2 separate regions of the Astyanax mexicanus genome follow, and region 1 is linked to region 2. The links are chromatin contacts, called in public Hi-C maps. All regions are on one chromosome and are shown on one strand. The core of a region is the stretch at or near the end of the contact, and the rest is flanking DNA. Distances in the headings are between cores, read along the strand shown. Region 1 has its middle 7.3 kb from the start of LOC111192748. Region 2 holds the start of srxn1 (sulfiredoxin 1 homolog (S. cerevisiae)).

Region 1 (3,684 bases), core at 557-3,056, 74 kb after region 2:
CTCTACAAAGCGTTCTATCTCCCAAGCCTGTCTTCCCTAGTTCCTGTTTTTTCCTTGGACTCCTCCCGGCCTAAGTATCCCTGTTTTATTTCTTGTTTTGTTTGTTTGCCCTGTTTACTTTCTTAGTCTAGCCATTTTCCTAAGCTCTGCTTAGTAGTTTTCTGTTTGCTATTTTGTAGTCTAGTGCTCCCTTTGTTTTTCCCCATTCCCCTTACTACTTCCTGGTTTTATTGTTTTGGCCGTTCCACTTATTCCTTAGTCCCTGTTTCTTTTGGCCCAGTCCCGTTTACTTTGTCAGTGTTTATATTTGTTTTCAGTTTTGCCCGACTTTAGTGTGTTGCTCTAGTCCTCTTTTATATTGTTTATTTTGTTGTTTATTTCAATAAATTTTACTGCTTCGTTCTACATCCCAGCAGTGTCTCTTATTTTCTCTCTGCCTGTTTACAGTCAGGCATGACAGTTTGTTGCCAGGTAACCAATGACAACATTACCCTAAACCCTAAACAATAATTTTTCATTAATAGCTTGGCATTTGTTACTTTGAATAAAAAAAATCATACTACTTAAAATTCTTATAAAATCTTTCCTAACCTGTAAAAAAAAAAAAAAAAAAATATATATATATATTTTGGTCATTTCTACCCATACATCACCCAGTGCCCCTCCCAAACGACTCCACACATTTTTTATTAGCATTTTTCAAATTTGAGATAAGGGTGGAGTCAGCTAAAATCAGGGGGTTTAATGCTTCTTTAAAAAAAAAAAAAAAGATGCAAAGCGTTGTAACAGTTTTTATTTTAATTTTTTTGCATAGAAAAATCACAAACACGATGCATTGCTTTATTATTTATTGCTCATAATCTGTCAAAACATTAGCATTTGTAAAATAAAAGGATCTGAAGAAATGGGAAAACATTTGACTAAAGATATGAAACTATTGAAAAAGTAAAAGTGTACTGGTTTTAAAACTACTCATGTATTAAAGTATAAAAGTGTAAAAGTAATGTAAAGGGAAAAATTAAAGCCAAAGCCATTAAGAACTAAAGATTAGGCCACGCCCACAGAGTCCTATAGTGCTCTCTAAAAGCTACAATGACTATAATGTTAAAACATAAAAAATGTTAATGTTGATAATATAATTTAGGATTTTGCACTAGGCTGTTCCCTACTGTTTCAGCTGCATATATGCTTATTAAAAATTAATGTATTTTAAATACAGAACAATGTAAATATATTAAAGAAGCTTAGTATACACCAGTAGGGTGTTGCTATGGTATATGTTTATACTTCTCATCCAATGAATGAAATAACAAGGAGTAACGAGCTGTTTTTATTAAAATGTAAGGAGTAGAAAGTTCAGATAATTGTGTGAAAATGTAAAATAATTACTACAGTAAAGTAGAGATAAGCAACATTCGCATTGCCAACGTGTCAGTCAGACAGTCAGTCTAGACTCCTCTTTTTTATAGTCTTTAACTGGCTGAAGCCACGCCCACACTGTCTCTTATTGGCTTGAATTTGTATTTTGTATCTTGTGACTTTTGTGTTGGAGTCGAAACCGCCAACAGCCAATCAGGTGCTTCTAAAACCCAGCCACAAGATGACACATACACACACACACACACAGTCTAGTTTCGGTTTCCACACTTCCTGGCAATGATCTGTTATAAACGCTGGACCCTGAAATCAGAAATCAGCCAACATGCGAGCTTTTATCAGTAAGTAATCCAGTGTCACGTGTGAAAATAAGCTGTGTGCTTTAAATCACTGTGTACAATCTTTATATTCACTATTATTCACTGTAATTAATTAGTAACACTTTATAATATAGAGTTTTATAGTGATTTCCTTTAAAGCCTGATGTAACTTCCCTGTATAAAACAATACACCGAGAATAATTACCAGGAAATTAAATAAAATTACATTAAATTACATTGTAGGTACAAATGAAAAAAAAAAAAGAGTAACAGTTGAGTATCTTCTACTTTTTAACATTTACCATGTAATTTAACAAACTTTATAGTGAACTTGTCTTGTATGTGTTTTACAGTGTTGTAAAAAAGTATTTCCTTCCTACAGATTTTTTTAGTTTTTGCTTCTTTTTCATACTTAAATTTTTCAAATTAACAAACAAATGTTAATACAAGATGAAAATAACCTGATTAAATATAAAAAGCAGTTTTTAAATGATGATTTCATTTATTAAGTGAAAAAAAAGTATTTAAACTAGGGGTGGGCGATAGGGCCCTAAAATAACATCATGATATTTTTAATGGTATGTGATACGATGCTAAAATTTCAAGAAGTACTAAAAAAATTCAAGTATACACTAATGCAGCAAAATGAAAATAAAACTAAAGTCAGTAGGGGTTAGGGGCGTGACCACTGTGACCCGGAAGGAGGAAGCTCACAGAGAACACAGACACGGGGAGTAAATGAACTCAAACGTACCTTTATTTTAAATGCCCTCCACCACACCCAAAAACAACTCAAAACATAATGCTAGCCCAGTGGGGCTCTATAGTTCAGTAGTTTCTTTAGTTTCTTTTGTTTTAGCGTCCGTGCAGCCTCAGCCCTCAGCTCCCCAGTCAAAGTCCTCCCAAATGATGACGGAGGCTGAGTATATATGCCTGTCTCAACTGGCGGCTCAATCAGCCCTCATGCGGGCCAGCTGAGACAGGCATGGCTTTGCGCTCTGGCGTGGGGCGGACCCACAACTCCCCCGCCTCCTCATGCCACAATATATATATATATTTATATATATTTATATATAGAGAGAGAGAGAGGGAGAGAAAGAGAAAGATTTCATGGTATTTTCATCATAATGATACTTTTGGCGATATGACCAAAAATACTGAATAAAAAATATATATATTTCAAGAATACACTACTGCGACAAAATAAAAAAAAATTAACTTTATTATTGCATACGATATGATATGGCACACCTCTAACTGAGATATTAAAAAATACAAGAATTTTATCAGATTTGTAACAGAAGTCGATGATCCAGAATGTCATGGTACTAATAATACTAATAATGCACTCAAAATATCTCCATATATCCAGGATTAAAGTAAAATGAATGATAATGCACAGATATAATCTGTTTCTAGTACATACAGAATGGGAAATGAGAACAGTGTGAATTTTTCTTTTGCTAAAAACAGTAAAAAAGTACAACCCTGATTTGATAAGTAGGGGTGGGTGATATGGCACCATATTTCACCATATTTCAGGGTATAACATCGTTCACCATATTCAAAAATGATGGTTATTATTATTAACCACTATGTTTTAATTCAGATTTGACTAGACCACTCTAAAACCTTCTGCTGGTGTGCTTTGGGTCATTATCCTGCTGCAGAGCCCAAGTACGCTTGAGCTTAGGCTCAAAAACTGATTGGCGGACAGTCTACAAATGTTACTCTTGTTTCTGGTTATATATCTTTATTTGTACCAAAATGTAAGTACATGTAAGACCAAATATTAGTGTTAGTGTTGTGTTGTACTGATTAATACCATATGTTAAGGAAACATATAAACAATACGTTTAAAATATTTAAGTTTCAGAAAGCTTCCTTACAGAAATACCCTCACTCAAACATCAGATCCTCAGGCTATATTCTACATTATGTTTTCATTTCTCTCCCCACAGTGTTTATCCTAATGCTGCTATTGGCT
Region 2 (3,773 bases), core at 968-3,467:
CTGTTTATATATAGCACAGACTGTCAAAATGTATATGTAATTGATTATAGATGTATTAGCATGCCAGTAATTATCTATTAACACCTGTAGACTATTTTTTTAGGTTATACGAGGACCGGCAGGCCCTGTCCCCCTGTCCCTCCAGTCCCCGCTGCTAAACAATGCTGTTATCGGGGGTAAAGGGTCGTTTTCTGACCATTATTTTAATGAGGTGCTCGTTAGCATGTGAGTTCAAACACATAGCTGTACATAATGACCGTCAGCGACCCTGTGCTCCGTTTCATTAGCTGATTCTGCAATTATCTGGAAAGCACGTTTGATATGTAAATGAATCGGCTGCATATATTTATTATAGAGCAGAATGAAGACGTATCCTCACTGTTAAGTTTTATAGTGAAGATGTCATTAGAGGTCTGAGCAGAGAATCTATATTCATCTATCATCACTTTCATCAAGTATACGCAAGTTCTACTTTATAACTTTTTTGGAAAGTTTAGGTGTGTTCAGGGCTGGCATTAGCTATTTGGGAGCACTAAACACAATTATTTTGTGGTTCACAATTAAATCCTAAGAATTGAATAGTGTCATTTGATAACAGTTCGATATGCTGGTTTTATTGGACTCCAAATTTTGGTTTAAGCAAAACCAAATGGACACTTTTCCTAGGTTATTCTTCCCATTACTTCAAACTGCTACAGTAATATCACTTTAAACATTCACCTTTAATAAATGAGAATGAGATATTTACAAATGTAGTGGTTCGATATGATGAAAGTTTGAGTTTTATGTTTTATAGGACTATAAAACAGGTATTTTGTCTAATTCTCGGATCTCATAAATTCAAATTCCTACACTAATATTACTTGGAACTTACAGGATTAATACTATGTTAAGTGTTTTTCAAGATACTAATGTTTTTTTTGTAATACCACCTTAATTTTCTTCTTTAATAAGACCTGAATTGTGGTCTATACATGTAACATAATGTTTAAAATATAGTGGACTTAACCTGAAATCAGATTTTATCATTATCTTATTGTTAATAAGAGAATATTCTGTATATCCAGAATGCCTGTTTCACTGATTAAAACTGGTTAAATGATATTTATTGAGCTCTTATGAAAATGTAAGTCTGTGCCTCCCTCTGGTGGTAATCCTCAGCCTGGGTTGGTTGATAAGTTTCTGATAAATCTTAATAATCGATATCATCAATTGTCACTTGCATTAAATATGGTGTAGTTTCACTTCTTATGTGTCAATTTAAATAAAAAATAATGATTCATAATTTTACAAGAAAAAGGCGTTTAACTTGCCCTTTGTTGGTTGTAGTGACTTAAAATAACAACTTATTATCTCAAAAATAATGACTAAGTGTCTTAAAATAATGACTTAGTACCTCAAAATAATGATTTAGTATCTCAAAATAATGACTTAACATCTCAAAAATAATGACTTAATATCTCAAAATAATGATTTGTCTAAAAAATAACGACTTATTATCTCAAAAACAATGACTTAATGTCTTAAAATAATGACTTAGTACCTCAAAATAATGATTTTTCTAAAAAATAACGACTTATTATGTAAAAAACAATGAGTTATCTCAAATATAATACCTTATTATCTCAAATATAAAAATTTATTATCTCAAATTAATGACTTATTATCTTAAAATTAATGACTTAGTGCCTGAAAAATAATGACTTATTATCTCAAAATGGTGACTTTGTATCTCAAAATAATGATTTATCTAAAAAATAACGACTTATTATCTCAAAGAACAATGACTTATCTTAAATATAATACCTTATTATCTCAAATATAAAAACTTATTATCTCAAATGAATGACTTTTTATCTCAAAATTGTGAGTTTGTATCTCAAACATAATGGCTTATTATCTAAAACATAATGACTTATTATTTCAAAAATAATGACTTTGTATCTCAAAAATTATTACTTATTATTACAAGGAAAATTATTTATTATTTAAAAAACAATGACTTATCTCAAATACAAAAACTTATTATCTCAAATTAATGACTTATTATCTCAAAAATAATGACTTATTATCTTTAAAATAATGTCTAATTTATTTTTTGTGTAATTTCAATACTTGTAAATGTAAATTTAAATAAAAAACAATAATTTACAACTGTACCAGAAAAAGACTTTTATTTTGCCTGTTGTTTGTTGGGTGTGAGCGCAGCCGCAGTGAGGGCGCATGCGCACAAGCGCGTGTTTATGGCTGATTCTGCTGGTCAGGGTGATGTTGCGAGTTTTGTACAGGGTTCTTTACGGAGTTAACAGCAGGTCTGGGGTCAGTTCTGTACAGCGGACCGGTACCAGAACTCTCAGCAGCGCTATGGGCAGTTTAACCCCGGAGAACCGCTCTATTCACTCCGACAACATCACTGAGGTTCATCTGATCCCCATAGAGCTGCTCATCAGACCCATCCCTCCGGTTCTGGACCAGAATAAAGTACAGAGCCTCATGCAGACCATACAGGTAAACTTTTAAACTCTTATTTAATTCAACATTTTAAACAGTTTCAGAGGGACACTTTTAGTAAATGACTTATCCAGAACAATCAGTTAAGCTTTATATGAGCTCTAATGAGCTTAAATTATTATTTATTTAGAAAATGCAGCTAATAAATATTAATATAAATAAACTGTTTTGAAATGGAGAGTACTGTACTGAGTACTGTAGTTCAGCTAATTATGGGCCGGTATCTAAAGTTTATTCATAAATTCAGGCTGTTTAATATATAAGAGCAGGTAAATATTTTTTTGGGAGCACGTTGTCTTGTTAGTAAGCCCAATTGCTCACTTTCTTACTTTCTTAATTGATTAATTGATTAATTGCTTTTTTAGTGAAGATTTGCTTGTTGTTTTCACTCACCGTCGGACTTCTCTGACTTACTTCCTGTAACGCTCTGCCCCTCCCACCTTAGCAATCTCAGACCAATCAAAACTGTTGTTACATGTTAAAACGTTTTTCTACTGTTATTATTATTAAGTAAATTGCTATGCTAAGTCATTATTTTGAGGTATAACAAATGCACATCTCAATATAACAACTTCCTATCTCAAAATAACGACTTCCTATCCCAAATTATCAACTTAATATTGACTTAATATCTCAAATGAACAAATTCCTTTCTCAAAATAACAACTTAGCATCTCAAAATAACAACTTCCTGTTTCAAATTATTGATGTATTGTCTCAAAATAACAAGTTCCTTTCTCAAAATAACAACTTATTAAATCAAAATAACAACTTCCTATATAAAAAGATTGACTTGGTGTCTTAAAATTACAACTTCTTAACTCAAATTAGCTATTTGTATCTAAAAATAACAACTTCCGGTCACAAAATAACAACTAAGTATCTCAAAACATTGACTTGGAATTGGGTCGGAATTTTTTAGCACCTTTTAACACTTTTTAAAAACTTGTATGGGTTAAATGAAAGCAATTACAAAACTAAAAGAAAAGTTTAAAACTATAATTTATCATTTTGATTTATATATATATTCAGTGTATTCCTAAGTATGACCAAGCTTGACCATAAGACCACTGCAGTTAAACAGCAGGACCATCAACAGCAAGCTTTTGATTTTATTGAGCCATGAGGTCATAATGCTGGTCTATTTCAGCTGCTAAAACACCTGTAGCAGGTATCTAGTCAGTGTTCCTGATGGCTGCTCTTCAGGTGTGCTGTGAGCTCCCACAGAACAAGAGAACCATTGTATTTCTCTAACAGGGAAG

What was found. Hi-C and Micro-C count contacts between places; a contact is called where the count stands out from the background.
Region 1: a Hi-C map of muscle shows a contact between it and region 2, with 15 times the contacts expected there. The contact joins the enhancer-like site here to the promoter of srxn1 in region 2. A contact is called at or near these places in 2 of 3 Hi-C or Micro-C datasets (both in muscle).

What each region holds. Positions count from the first base shown.
Region 1 is chr12:47,632,290-47,635,973 of AstMex3_surface, forward strand. No RefSeq gene overlaps it. Among protein-coding and RNA genes, the nearest start is that of LOC111192748, 7.3 kb to the right of the region's middle. Within about 2 kb of position 1,807, the one cell type or tissue checked has an H3K27ac peak away from gene starts, as active enhancers do.
Region 2 is chr12:47,557,664-47,561,436 of AstMex3_surface, forward strand. srxn1 (sulfiredoxin 1 homolog (S. cerevisiae)) reads left to right here and starts at 2,218. Exons shown (of 2, transcript XM_007231685.4): 1 at 2,218-2,508. The coding sequence starts at 2,224.